5 separate regions of the Mus musculus genome follow, and regions 1, 2, 3 and 5 are each linked to region 4. A link is a contact called in public HiChIP or PLAC-seq and promoter capture Hi-C data. All regions are on one chromosome and are shown on one strand. Each heading gives the region's core, a stretch centred on a gene start, on an enhancer-like site or on the middle of the called end of the contact. The rest is flanking DNA. Distances are from core to core; before and after follow the strand shown. Region 1 overlaps Kcnt2 (potassium channel, subfamily T, member 2). Region 2 overlaps Kcnt2 (potassium channel, subfamily T, member 2). Region 3 overlaps Kcnt2 (potassium channel, subfamily T, member 2). Region 4 holds the start of Kcnt2 (potassium channel, subfamily T, member 2). Region 5 overlaps Kcnt2 (potassium channel, subfamily T, member 2).

Region 1 (2,719 bases), core at 23-2,522, 210 kb after region 4:
AATTTTGATGAGTAAAGCATATGTTGAGTTATTAGGGGTTGATTTCAATATGTAACTATAGAAAATTAATAGCAATTGTGGTCAAATAATAATTGCTAAAAATCACATTACCGTGATGGTTTTTATTGTGTTCTTACATTGCTTAAGTGCTACTTTGACTTTCATGGATATCCAAACAATGCATTTTTATATTTAGCTCTTTAAATGAAATCCTCAAATAACCCTAAAAACATCTTCCAATGATTATACATTATGCATTTTAAAAGTAAAACATATTAATAAAAGTGGCCAGGGTAAAAAAATTTAAATTTCTGCTTACAACTACATAAATACTACACAGTGAAAACCCTACAGTAAGTTATCCCTTATCATGGAGATTGGTGTATGTTTCTTCTGTCAAACAAATAGCAGCAAGCATTCAATAAGTGGATTTTATTATTTGAACATACTGAAGCACAATTGAAACAATAACTTCTGTTTTGATTATATCCAATGTGAAAGCCTATAAATGGATTTTGTGAGCAATAGAAAAGATAGGTTCTTATTCTTATCACCATAAAAATGAAGAAAAAAGTTGTATACCTAAAAAGAGGCAGAAAGAATAAAATGTTGAGTAAAATAAGTTTTATATTCTGTATATACATTACAAAAACTCAACTAAAAAAGTGTGGCTCATAGGTAATGTAATTATGTTTTGAAGATAAGCTTCCAAAAAGACATAGGTCACTCATTCACAAACAAGCTTCCCTTTCAATAGTTTGTGCTTTTTATTTTAAGTTATTTTTTTAAAATTTTTATTACATATTTTTTCATTTACATTTCAAATGTTATCCCCTTTCCTATTTTCCCCTCTGAAAATCCCCTATCCCCTTTCTCCTCCCCCTGCTCACTAACCCACCCACTCCCATTCCTGGTCCTGGCATTCCCCTATACTGGGGCATAGAGCCTTCACAGGACCAAGGGCCTCTCCTCCCACTGATGACCAACTAGGCCATCTACTGCAGTAATTCTCCCCAATGCAAATATGCCCCAGCAATGAAAACACAACACAATTAATATGATTACATGCTGTGTGCCTAAATTGGGCAGATCTACCACTACATTACCATCTTCCACAGCTTATGAGACCCCTTAGAACTTGCAGTTTCTCCAGGCCATGTACTTCTGCTCTGCTTTTCTCTTTTTTTTCTCCTCCTCCTCTTCTGGGTCCTCTCGATCTTCCATTTTCTCCTTCTCTCTCCCCCACCTTCTCTTTTATCTGCCCAATCATCAGCTCTCCTTTATTTTACAAATTAAGGTGGGAAGCAGGTTTACAGGAAATCACCTGAGGGCTGACTCATTCCTTGTTCACAACTGCTCACAGGAGAACAGAATTAACATCAAATATAATTAGCCCCAGGGCTATCCACAACAGCCATCCTCTGCTACAAATGCAGCTAGAGCCATGAGTCCCACCATGTGTTTTCTTTGATTGGTGGTATAATTCCAAGGAGCTCTGCTGGTACTAATAGTTTGTACTCTTAATGAAGAATGTGTTAAATAAAGCACAAAATGTGTAACTATTGACTGGGTACCATACAGCATTTTCATTGTGTCAGCTGCACAACCTCAGATCTCCATTCCTCTAAGCTTATTTAATAATGACCAAAAATGATAGTAAAGAAAAGGCATTCCAAAACTGAATTGTTACTATTTCAAACACACAAGAAAATCAGTGACCAGTAAATGGAAAGTGTAAGACTATCAGCTCTTAAGTATAGCTTAGTACCTGCTTCTCATGTTAACTCATTTTCTTACATTAACGTTTAGAAGAATAGACTAAAATAAATATATAATATGAATATATATTATTATATTGGAGAGAATGTACTATTAACTCACAGGTTTAAGACAGAAAAGGATTAAGAAAGATATGAAAAAGTAGCCTCAGTCTAAATAAGTTCTCTTCAGAATATTGTAGAGAAAAAAAAATTGAATGATCACATGGTCAGTAGGACTTGAAAATTAGGAAGAAAGAGAGATGTCCACTAAGGGATGTTTTCTCTTTGGAATCCTTAAGGATTGCTGTAGATCAAGAGAAATAAAGGCATCATGTGCCAGAAGACATGGTTTAAATACCATTGTCTAAAAACCATAAGATCATTTATCTATCTATCAGGAGAATTCTAAAACAAATTTCTTTCATGTGTGTGTGTGTGTGTGTGTGAGAGAGAGAGAGAGAGAGAGAGAGAGAGAGAGTGTTAGAATATGTCATTAATGTACAAGATTTCTACTTTTACCATTCTCTGTCAGTAGCCATTATGAGCGTGGGTGCTATATCTCAAACTGTGTAACCATTATTACCTATTAAATTATTAACAGACATTTCAAAATGTAGATTTTCAAAAACAACTATAATTTCTTTACCTAAAATCCACGTACCAGCCCTTCTCAGCTACATCTACAGAGAATATACAAAAGAACCCACTATTTTTTCTTTCATCAATTACATCTAGAGGATCTTTAGATAGGCTCCCTTTTTATTTAGGGCTTCTGCTTGCCATGATGGCACCGAAACATTCACTTTTTCTGTTTCCTCATATTGCGAAGTTTATCCTCTGCTGCCATTCATCTTGATGCATGTACCCAGCAGTAATACTCACCATTGTGTATGTATTTCCACATCTCCAATGTCACACTGAGTTGACCAGTTTCTTTGTTCTATGGAAGAAACACTAAC
Region 2 (2,700 bases), core at 107-2,606, 190 kb after region 4:
CATCCTTGCCAGCATGTGCTGTTGTTTGAGGTTTTGATCTTCACCACACTGACTGGTGTAAGGTGGTATGTCAGAGCTTTTTTTTTTTTTTTTAATTTGCATTTCTCTGATGACTAAGGATTTTGAACATTTCTTTAAGTGCTTCTCAGTCATTCAGAATTCCTCTGTTGTGAATTCTCTGTTTAGCTCTCTATGCCATTTTTGATTAGGTTGTTTCATTTCTTTTGGAAATTAGCTTCTTGAGTTCTTTATATATTTTAGATATTACCCCTTTATAGGATAAGAGATTAGAGACGATTTTTTTTCACTACCCACCTCAAAGGTTTACGTTCCTGAATGAAAGGCACAAACACACACACACACACACACACACACACACACACACACCACAGCCTTTAATATATTGATATGCCTTATTGTAGACAATAGCTGCCTAGTCTCCACAAGGCACAAGGTTAATCCACTTCCTGACAATAATCCCGAGTTATTACTTACTAAACTTTATATTCTATTTTGGCTGCTCTGGACTCAGAGGGCTGCTCAACTAGGCTGTGCTCTGGGCTGCACTCCCCCATCTCCTTCACATGGTGGCCAAGACTCTCTGTTCTGCACTCTTCTAAGGCATGGCATCTCTCCTCTCATTTACACTCTCCCCTCATGGCAGATCCCTGTTTCCTTTCTCCATATCCTTCTTCTGATCCCAAACATTGGAGTCCTAAGTTCCTGACTCTCTCTGCACTGCTCAACCATTATCTGTAAGCATCTTTATTTACCAGTCAGAACCAACTGGGGACAAGGCCCCTCAGTTTTGTAAGTGTGGACTCTCTGACAAGGTTTTCTACCCACTACAAAGGTTTTCTAAATAGTTTGGCATAGAAATGCTTCAATAAGATCTGATAAAGCAATGAATTCGAAATGAACATAATCTTTATTTTCTCTGATTGTTTTACATGTTGCTGTCAATCCTGTGCCCTACATACGGCTTCTTGATTTAATAGGTTTTATACTATTTTATACTGAGAGCAGGAACATAATTACATGCAGAAATAAATATATATCTATGAGAGTTAACTTTACAACATGAGTTTGGGAAGCTTTCATTGAAATAAATGTAAACTATTTCCTCCCAATTTTAGTAAATTGACAAGAAGTTAATAAAAGTACCTAGGAAGACGAAAGGTTAAGGAGATGAGACAAAAGTAGTAGAATTCTGAAAGGCACAAAGCAAGTAGATGAATGGCAACTGACTCATCCAGAAGGAAGTTAAAATTTAGGTTGAGAGAGGAAATCACAAGCAGTCTGCTGTTGGCAAGGGAAGCTCAGAGGCAGCAGCAAGGAAGGGGACAGATGTTGCTTAAAGTAGAGATCCTTCTAGGACTTATTCAAAGTCAGAGCAAGGAGTGGATTCCCTGAATCTCTCCACATTTGCATTGCTGATTTCTTTCTGAAACCTAGAAGAGCCATTCTATTTGGGCAATTCGTTCCTTGAATCCTCTACTTTCTAAGTCAGAAAGTAAATTTGAGGGGCCTGGATGCATACCATATCTCTCAGAACAAATTGTCGATATCTTTAATATGCATCTTTCAATGTCTTGAGAAAATGGTCATTAGAAGAGAATGTGGTGTATGCAGGTGTGTGTGTGATTACATAGGCATACATTTTTGTATTTAGATGAGTATACAAACTTAGACTTCTCTGGTGTAATATGTAATCACCATATAGAGGACCATATATACTACAACCCAACTAGAATCCACTCTTGTTTCAGGATGTTTCAGTCATAAATACATTTCAGTCCATCATTTATTCAGTCAATAGGCATCAGTGGACATTTTTGGGGATTACTAAGAATGCAACAATGAAAAAGAGAGTGAATAAACACAAAATTCACCCCAAGTAGAAAGGAGAAATCTGGAGAAGAAGAACAAGCATGCTATAAATGTGGATGAAGAAATCAGTTTTACAATATCAATTCAGAGGATCTTGTCATTCAATAAACATCTTGAGTGTAATGTGAGATCATGCTGTATACATCAAACAATAATAATAGAATACAAAACAGAACAAAACAATCAAAAAAAAAACTCATACAGGAATTATAAAGCAGATTCTGGAAATAACTCAGGGAAAATTCAGTAAGAGGCCTGGAAGATAAACTCCAGGCTCTGAACTGAAGAAAAATAAACCACAGGATAAAACTAATTCAGTATTAAGTGGATTAGAAAATATCTACATATTAAGAGGTGAAGAGAAGGGGACTGAGGACCAGTTTTCTGAGTGAATCCCATCAAAAGTAGAAAATATCATTTCAATCTAATCAAATTTTGTGGCTAAACCTCTCCAGTATGTAACACTTGCTTTGTGCAACATAATGGATCTGAAATGACAAAACTTGCATTGGAAGTAGATAGGCAATACAGGGAGCAAAACTGACATGAGGAATATTGATCAGAGAAACTGAAGAAGAAACAGAAATTAATTAATTTATTAATAAAAATTGAGAATATAAAGCTAATATACCTTTGATTTGAGTGGTTTGCTTTAATGATGTACTCGTGTTCATACCAGTATTATGTAATGAAATGACAGCAAACAAAGATAATTTGAAATTTAAAAATATATATGTACATATATATACATATATATGTACAAACATATATACGGATATATATACATCTATATACACACATATACATATT
Region 3 (2,700 bases), core at 119-2,618, 170 kb after region 4:
AATTAATTTCTATATTCAGAAGTTGTCAAAAAGTCAATTTTTCTACTCTACTTACCTCACAATAAGGCTTAGTTCTTTTACAGTTATTATGAATGGGATGTTTGCCTAGTTGTGTGATTTTGTTGTTGTTGTTTCATTTTCTAATAAAAATGACTTTTAATGAGATTGAACAGATTCCAGGTTACAAAATAATGGGATTTTAAGTGTTTTAAGAGTTCTAATGCTGACTTCTCTTTTCCACTCAAGTACTAAATTTACTGATTCTTGTTTAATACATTCATAGTCCTCTAAAAATACATCCTGTTCGTCAAGTTTTCATGTTAGTAGGACCACACAGCTTCTGTGCTGATCCACTGTGTTATGCTTATGGCGAACTAATATACTTCTTAGATGTGACCAAGATTGCTAAACACTTTGAAATGATGAGATAGAACCATGGATATTTGTGTGTCTGTAATTAGGATAGAACTCTGGTCAAACTCTAGGAGGTTTTAGGTAGAGTTAAACTGATGTAAAGGATAGAGAAATAATATATAAATTGTGACATTTTAATATGCATCTTTCACTCCTTTCAAACAATAAAACAGCTGTAGAACCATGCACACAAGGCCTTAGAATTTTACCATGTAAATCTTTCTTTTTTTGTATAAATTATATTTATCATTTATTTTGTGTGTATATCTACAGGAATATCAGGGCTAAAGCTTACTGGAGTTAACGTTCTGTGAATTTCAAAGCTCAAACTCAGGCCACTGAACTGTTGTCAAAAGTCTTAGACTGCTGAGCTACCTCACTGGCTTAAATTCTATGTAAGAAATGATTAATCAAGAGATATTGTGTACTGGACATTAACTAAGGTATACACTGTACAAGTAAACACTGGAGTAAGTGATTATAAAATATGTACAGAACACAACTGTGGACCTTGAGTGTCCAGTTTAGTTCACAAAACCTTAGTCATTTGGGTTAGTCTTGGATAGAATTCAGTGGATATGGTTAATTAGAATAAGAAAGAAGAGATCCAGTAAATTCCACACACATTATCTCATTAAAATGAAATTAAAATCTCTTGATAAATTCTGTCTTATATCGTATTGTCAAATGTCTTTGAATATATATGGAACTCTGAATATTTGGATTGCCTATGGTCAGCTTGGCTTTTGCATTGTAATAGGAAACATCAGACTAAGCAATTCTTCCAAAGAGGTCACTACTTTGATGTGGAAATACTTCCCTAGAATAGTGATGAATATTTTCCCCTTGCTGATTTACCAGGAATTCATTGTCAGTTTCTGTAAACCATGTCAGTGAAACATCTAAAGGTCAACTATGATTAAACTTGTCAATAGTTAACTAATATGGGTCTGTGTTGAAACTTGCCCAACTCTGTTCGCAGGTAGAAACTTCCCTGTACATTCTTCCTGTTGCTTCAACAGCTGAGGGGAATAGGCTACAGATAGTTATTAACCCATGGATGGCCTGTTTTCTCTCTCTCTCTCTGTCTCTCTCTCTCTGTCTCTCTCTCCTCTCTCTCTCTCTCCCTCCCTGCCTCTTTTCCTCCCTCCCTCCCTCTCTCTCTCTTTTTCTCATCTATCTATTATTTATTTTTCTAGACTTTTATTGCATTTTAACCCACCACATCATTAATAAGGCATATGACTGATACTCTTTGCTGCATCACTAGGCTTCCCTACTGTTTGTACCTCTATGCTTTTTTCTGTAAACTCTGACTTTGTTCTCTATGGTAAATTTTTCTCTTATAAAATTGATAGTAAAGGCTGTGATTCACTTGGTTTTTTTTTGTTTTTTTGTTTTTGTTTTTGTTTTTCTGTTTTTTTTTGTTTTTTGTTTTTTGTTTTTTTTTAGCAAAGGCTGTGAATCACTCGGGTTTGTTTGTTTGTTTGTTTGTTTTGTTTTTGTTTTTGTCATTATATTTTTATCAAATTAAAAAAAAAGGAATTTGGAATTCTGGTGTCTGCAAAATGCCTTAGTGAAGGTATTTGCTACCAAATCTACCTACCTGAGTTTTTTTTACCTGGGATAGATACTCTACTTCTGTAAATTGTCCTTGACTTCTTCAGACATTCCCCCCCCACACACACACACATACACACACAGATACGGTGAACAAATGAAATATAACAATATGAAATTTGTTATAGTTAATTCTTCTGTGTATATATTTAATTATTATATTAAACTCATTTCTATGCTTATATTTCAAGTAGGAATTGGAAGCAATTAACAAAATTATCCAGAGATCAATTAAACGTTATTATTTGGTACGTGTTTCATGGAATATTTGCTTATTTAATTCTCACAATAGCTAAAATGATGTTAATATCATTGCATTTCTTTTTCAATTGATTAAGAAGTTAAAATAAATCAAGGAGTTTATCCAGGTTACCACAGAGCTAGAGCAAAGGCTTAGATAATATCACTATATTTAGCTAATGTAGCAACCCTTTATACAATTCCTCATGTTGTGGTGATCCTCAACCATAAAATTATTTTTGTTTCCTCTTCATCACTGTAATTTTGCCACTTTTATGAATCAAAATGTAAATATATGTGATATTTCTGATGGTTTTAGTTGAACCCTGTGATAGGGTCATTTGACTCCCCTAGGAGTTGAGGATTGCTGATTCATTTATTATTATCATCAAATGAATCGTCAACAAACTTACCTTTATGAACTAA
Region 4 (2,700 bases), core at 108-2,607:
CAGCATCACAATGCATTTCTGGGGCAAGATCTGTCTATGCTGAAGGCCCTGAACAAAAACGAGAAGAGAGTTTAAAAGCATAGAGATAATCACTCAAGAAGTCAGAATGTGGTAAACACCACTAGCAAAATGAAGTTTGGAGGCTTCAAAGGAAAGCTACACATTCACCTCACCTGGGAGAGGTGGGAAATCTAAAGCACATATGGCTTATCAGCTAGGGCTAGATGAACGAGCAGGAAGTGGAATCTACAACTGCATGCAGCTATTAACTCATCTGTTATCACACTGGTGTTGATGATTTCTTTCTGCATTTTAGCTTCCTTTGTGGATTCTCTGCAAAATGATCTCCACTAAGAATAAATCAAAATTAATTAGTCACTATTTCCTTGGTAAGCAAACTTAAAAAAAAAAATCAACCAACCAAACAACCAACCAAAACCAAAGAAAACCAAAACTAAGAACTTTACTTGGTCTTTATTTATCTCCTCTCTCACCTTAAGAATGTTTAAGGTTTCTTGACCCTAGGAGGGAGAGGTGCATTTGTTGAGGTTTTTTTCCCTCCAATGTGGCCCAGTTTCCATTATGATCTTGTTGCTACCTACAAACTTTGAGATTCCTAAGTGTCTTTGCTTTTCTGAGGTGCCATTGGGTTGTGACTGCTTCTGTTAATGGGTGCCCTGGGGGGTATCCGGGTATCCATTCCTGAAGGAAAAACCAAAGTAGGCAAGTAGAACAGGGTAGTGGGTATCAGAGAAGACCAGGAAGCTGCTGAAAAGTCAGCTCTGGGTCCTGAGTTCTCTTCTTCCTCTGACCTTGTGAACCACTCCTATAGGAAGACACCTGCCCTAGGAGCTCACACCACCAACACTTATTCACTAGAGGCCTGCCTTGCTGGGGGGGGGGGGGCTATGGGAGATGGGGGTGCAGGGGTTCTCATTTAAATATTTCTCTTCAGCTGCTGTATAAGGGTGCCCTGCAATTTTCCTCAGACCAGGGAAACACCTCTCTCTCTCTCTTTTTTTTTTTTTTTAGCACGAAGAAGGGCGGGTATGAGGACTTTCCTTGGGGCTGAGAGCGGGGATTCCCTCTCCAGGAACAGGCCATTTCCACTACACCCACAGAAGCAGAAGGCGACCACAGCCTTGGGTGCTGGTGACACCTGGCAACCTTCCTTGGACCCCTCATCCACTTCCCAGGAAGGGTCTGGAGCTCTGGAATCTGCGAAAGAGCTCGCCCCCATTGGTTGTCCCCAAGGCACCCTCCTGCCGTCATTGTGTTATGCTAATGAAGGGGAGGCTCATTGGCTGTGAGAGCCGGAGCCCACCGCCTTCGCCCCCGCCTTCGTCCGGCTGAGCCCAGTGCTTGCACTCCCTGCGAGGGAGCTGTGGCCGGGGATGCCCTAGTGGGAGGCTCTGGTCCTTGCCTTTCAGGAAAGTGCCTAGCCATCACGCGGTGCTCACACCCACCACCTACCCTCTTTCTAGGCACCGCGCGAATTTTCTTTTCCTTTTCTTTTCTTTCTTTTTTAAATTTTTCCTTTTCCTTTTTTTTTTTTTTCTGTCCGTGAAGTAACTTTTGCATTCCCGCCTCCCCCCGGTCCCAGGGACCAGAGGCGGTGCCGAGCCTGGGGGCGGTTCCTTGGCAGCGCTGGTTCGAGTCGCAGCCAGACTTTTGCTCCTGGGCTCGGTTTGCATCATCCCCATCACACCCTTGGGGAAGAGGAGCCACCCCTTTCCAGCCTCAGCTTCCGGCCGAACGACCCCTCCCCCTCCGGGTCCCCCAAGCCCTTCTCCCACCCTCCCCAGCACGGCACCCCCTCCGCAGTGCTTGCTACCCCTCTTTGCCCTCCTCCATCCCTCCATCCCTTGTTGGATGTTGCCCACTCCTTAAGGAAGGATGGTTGATTTGGAGAGCGAAGTGCCCCCTCTGCCTCCCAGGTACAGATTCCGGGATTTGCTGCTAGGGGACCAAGGCTGGCAAAATGATGACAGGTGAGTGGCATGGTGCAGCGTTCCACAAATACTGCTGGAAGCGGACAGGACTGGAGAGCTTTTGAGGGGATGGAGAGAAAGGGAGACCAGCACTGAGGGAGTAGAAGGGATTCTACATCTCCATTTTGACACTGCAGAGAGCAGTTGCTGTGGACAAGGAACTCCTTTCCTTTCCACTTTCTTATTCTTGAGAATCATTTGTTGCATTTATTCGATATTCTTTGTCTGTCTGTGCTTCCCTGGTTGTGTGTGAGGCTGCAAGCAGAGGTACAGTAGCATCCAAATGGCACGCAGTTGCAGTGTCAAATATTTCCCCGGTGTAGTTAATCCACCCCATAAATGTATCCAAGCGATTGGAAAAAAAAATCACAGTAGAAACTTGAAATCTCCTGTACCCACTTTCTTACTCCTTGTCAGTGTTGTCTCGACGAGATGTTTGCTTGCCACTGGGGATTTTCCACTGTTTGAGTATTTGGAGTTCAGGTGGGCAATTGGTTTAAATATGTAACAGGTAGTTAGTGAAGCAAGAATGCCTGGGATGGAAAATACACTGAACAGAGGTTCTTGTAGTATGATTCGTATATATTTTCACCTAAATAGTGCATATCTCAAAACGATAAGTTTCAAAGCTGAAATATTTATTACTAGCAAAACATTGCTTGCGTGTTTTATCAATGGCATTAAAGCTTCATGCAATTTTGCATACAAA
Region 5 (2,700 bases), core at 93-2,592, 150 kb after region 4:
ATGATATCCATAGCTACCTGTAGCTATTTCAAGCCACGTGGATTTGGTTTGTCTTCCTCTCCCACAGGTTCCATCTTGTCTTGTTGTCTCTGTCTCTCTCTCTCTCTATTCCTCTCTAAAACTCTTAACCTGACTTCTTTTTCCACTGACCAGTCACAGGCTCTAGCCTAATCTTTCACCTGCTGCCACCTGCATACAGACTGCAATCTACAGCAATGTCCAAGATAAAAAAAAAATAATAAAGACAAATTCCATAAACAATAAAATAAGAAATAATAATGTTTAAATATTAAAACAAGATGGACCATCCCTCTGATCCCTGCTAATATAAAGACGCTAACCTTTTTGTGTTATAAAATCAACTGATTGCTTTTCTAGGTAGGGCTCTCAGGAAATGGCTGTCCAAAATCGCAGGATTTTAATTAGAAAATAAACAGCATATTGTGAATAAAGCTTATTTCTGGGGAAAGCCTGTTCAGGATGAAGAGCTTTCAGTGCAAACACTGGAACAGAAGCTCTCATAGGTTTCTAGGAGAATGTGCTTCGACAGATGTCATTAAAAAGCTCTCTGACTGCTCTGTGGAGTATAGGCTGTAGGGAGAGAAGGCAGGGGCAGACATTCTGTTGGGAAGGCTGTGGGGGAATTTCAGGAAGAAGGTCATGGGATCTTGATCTGGAACAATCGCAAAAGGGTGAGCTGTCTTTCAATTTGACATCCATCTTGAAGATAAATGTGAAATAGATATGATGAATTGAATGTAGGGTAAGAGGCAGAAGAAAGGTGAATTTCAAGTTTGTATTCTGAGAAAGGGAAAATCAATGAAAGGTGACATTTTAAAGCACATGAATCTGGATAGAATCAAAAGGGAAAGAGATACAGAGAGACTCTCTTGGTAGAGATGTGATTAAGAAATCCAGCAGGGGATAATAAATAAACATGACACTACAGCCTGGACTTTAAGACTTGGGCTCCTTTTGCAAGATTGGTATGTGTTAGCCCGTGATTTCTTGTTAATATCGAAGTATTTAGAAAGGAGAATCTAGGCATGCCTGTGATCAAACCCTAAGCAGGGAGCAAGGCAATGCTGTGTTAGAATTAAGGCACAAATTGTAAGAAGAAATAGCTTTCATTTACCTTTAGATCCTCAATCATGACAATTAAATGTACAAAATAGAAATAAATAAGGACAAATCTTCCAAGTTTATTTGTTGCAGATATTTATGAAGTGCTGTATTACTAAAATGAATCTGAGATTTTTTTCTTATTTCCCACTTTTGCAAACAGAGCCCTTTCTATACTATCCAACCCAGATGGTTGTCTATTTTAAACTGTACTCAATGTCAGCTTTTATAGAGCACTTTATTATCATCAAAGCACTTTCTTACCATCCAGCCACCAGATCCTGGCTGAATTCATATATCTTAAAAGAAGCAAAACCAAAACCAAATTCCAAAACAAACCACCATTATTATCCTCCTTCAAAATCCCTTCTTAAATATGCATTCTGCCTCTCTTTCCCCTTCATCTCACTGTTACCTAGCTTCTTTAATTTAGTCACTTTTATTTCAGAGCCAATCACTTATGTGTGTGGTGTGTGTCACATGTTTATGTTTATGTGTGCTCAATGTGTAGTGAGTGTATATAGTGTGTGTATGTGATGTGTATACATGTGTGTGTTTGTGAGTGTGGTGGGTACGATATGTGTTTGTATGTGTGGTGTGTGTGTGTGGTATGTATGTGTGGTGTGTGTGTGTGTGTGTGTGTGTGTGTGTGTGTGTGTGTGGTCTGTGGCATGTATATGTATTAGGATGAGTGTTGGATGTGTATGTTATGTATGTATGGTATGTATGTATATATATGTGTGTATGCGTGTGTACGAGTGTTGTGGGTATGATGTGTGTATGTGTGGTGTGTGTGTGTGTGTGTGTGTGTGTGTGTGTGTGTGTGTGTGTGTGAGAGAGACTCAGGTCCTAACCCTTGAATATCTATCAATCACTCATCCATTGCAACATCTTTCTAGCCCCAGAGCTGAATCTTAGAATCCTTAAGCTTGAATACATTTCAGCTCTGTTCTCATAATTTCCCAACTGAATGCTTTCTATGTGTGTCACAGTAGAGTTTACCCTCTTTTTCTTCATAATCTTTGCTAGTGTATTGCAAAGTATGTATATTTGGAACGTGGGGAGGCTCACTTAAGCACTGTCTCTTTTCTACATACATTCTATTATCTGGATTTAATTATGTTATAACCTTGGTTACATTAACTTTCACCAGTATTTTTCTATGTACATATTACATAGCACTCCTCTAGTTTTCATAATAATTTAATTTCATGGAGTCCCTCAAATATTTTCTATAATTCTTATTTCCCAGCTGAATTACATTTATTATAGACTTTTGTCTTTATGTGCAAAGTTTGGGTATTTATTTTTAGGTCCTGCTTTGCTAGCAAATTGATTTTAAGGTGTTCTAAATATCTCATTTGAATTTCATATGAGCTGGTTCCCTCAGAGTGCCAACTGTGAAGGTGAAAAAACATTTTCAATCCGTTACTTTATAATTATGTTTTATATTGACCATTGAGAGCACTCAGTTTATTCTTTTCCTTCAACCAAAATATATCCTCAATAGTATAGCTTTTCTCCACGGGACTCTTTATTTGCTGTTTGTGTGTGTGTGTGTGTGGTTTTTTTTTTTTC

What was found. Promoter capture Hi-C pulls out the DNA fragments that hold promoters and counts their contacts. HiChIP or PLAC-seq counts read pairs in DNA pulled down with a chosen protein or histone mark.
Region 1: a promoter capture Hi-C map of embryonic stem cells shows a contact between it and region 4, with 2.4 times the contacts expected there. The contact joins the enhancer-like site here to the promoter of Kcnt2 in region 4. A contact is called at or near these places in 12 of 39 promoter capture datasets (the 3T3-L1 cell line, 3T3-L1-derived adipocytes, the C10 cell line and 6 more) and 1 of 9 other capture datasets (adipose tissue).
Region 2: a contact with region 4 is called in an H3K27ac HiChIP or PLAC-seq map of embryonic stem cells, with 6 read pairs. The contact joins the enhancer-like site here to the promoter of Kcnt2 in region 4. A contact is called at or near these places in 7 of 39 promoter capture datasets (the 3T3-L1 cell line, the C10 cell line, epiblast stem cells and 3 more), 1 of 484 Hi-C or Micro-C datasets (embryonic stem cells), 5 of 115 datasets of contacts at active chromatin or transcription factors (all in embryonic stem cells) and 1 of 9 other capture datasets (adipose tissue).
Region 3: a promoter capture Hi-C map of liver shows a contact between it and region 4. The contact joins the enhancer-like site here to the promoter of Kcnt2 in region 4. A contact is called at or near these places in 3 of 39 promoter capture datasets (the C10 cell line and liver), 3 of 484 Hi-C or Micro-C datasets (embryonic stem cells and uterus), 5 of 115 datasets of contacts at active chromatin or transcription factors (all in embryonic stem cells) and 2 of 9 other capture datasets (liver and pancreatic islet).
Region 5: a contact with region 4 is called in a promoter capture Hi-C map of liver. The contact joins the enhancer-like site here to the promoter of Kcnt2 in region 4. A contact is called at or near these places in 7 of 39 promoter capture datasets (the C10 cell line, the HPC-7 cell line, hematopoietic stem and progenitor cells and 3 more), 3 of 484 Hi-C or Micro-C datasets (the C2C12 cell line and uterus), 1 of 115 datasets of contacts at active chromatin or transcription factors (heart atrium) and 3 of 9 other capture datasets (adipose tissue, liver and pancreatic islet).

Annotation. Positions count from the first base shown.
Region 1 is chr1:140,452,404-140,455,122 of GRCm38.p6, forward strand. The region is part of intron 13 of Kcnt2 (potassium channel, subfamily T, member 2); the gene reads left to right. Among named protein-coding and RNA genes, the nearest start is that of 4930590L20Rik, 200 kb to the right of the region's middle. Within about 2 kb of position 1,273, at least 5 of the 459 cell types and tissues checked have an H3K27ac peak or open chromatin away from gene starts, as enhancers often do. A contact at or near this core is called in embryonic stem cells, where this site is marked.
Region 2 is chr1:140,433,650-140,436,349 of GRCm38.p6, forward strand. The region is part of intron 12 of Kcnt2 (potassium channel, subfamily T, member 2); the gene reads left to right. Among named protein-coding and RNA genes, the nearest start is that of Kcnt2, 190 kb to the left of the region's middle. Within about 2 kb of position 1,357, at least 7 of the 459 cell types and tissues checked have an H3K27ac peak or open chromatin away from gene starts, as enhancers often do. A contact at or near this core is called in embryonic stem cells, where this site is marked.
Region 3 is chr1:140,414,618-140,417,317 of GRCm38.p6, forward strand. All of the region lies in intron 8 of Kcnt2 (potassium channel, subfamily T, member 2), which reads left to right. Among named protein-coding and RNA genes, the nearest start is that of Kcnt2, 170 kb to the left of the region's middle. Within about 2 kb of position 1,369, at least 9 of the 459 cell types and tissues checked have an H3K27ac peak or open chromatin away from gene starts, as enhancers often do. A contact at or near this core is called in liver, where this site is marked.
Region 4 is chr1:140,244,361-140,247,060 of GRCm38.p6, forward strand. It overlaps Kcnt2 (potassium channel, subfamily T, member 2), which reads left to right and starts at 1,358. Exons shown (of 28, transcript NM_001081027.3): 1 at 1,358-1,991. The coding sequence starts at 1,897.
Region 5 is chr1:140,396,604-140,399,303 of GRCm38.p6, forward strand. The region is part of intron 8 of Kcnt2 (potassium channel, subfamily T, member 2); the gene reads left to right. Among named protein-coding and RNA genes, the nearest start is that of Kcnt2, 150 kb to the left of the region's middle. Within about 2 kb of position 1,343, at least 6 of the 459 cell types and tissues checked have an H3K27ac peak or open chromatin away from gene starts, as enhancers often do. A contact at or near this core is called in liver, where this site is marked.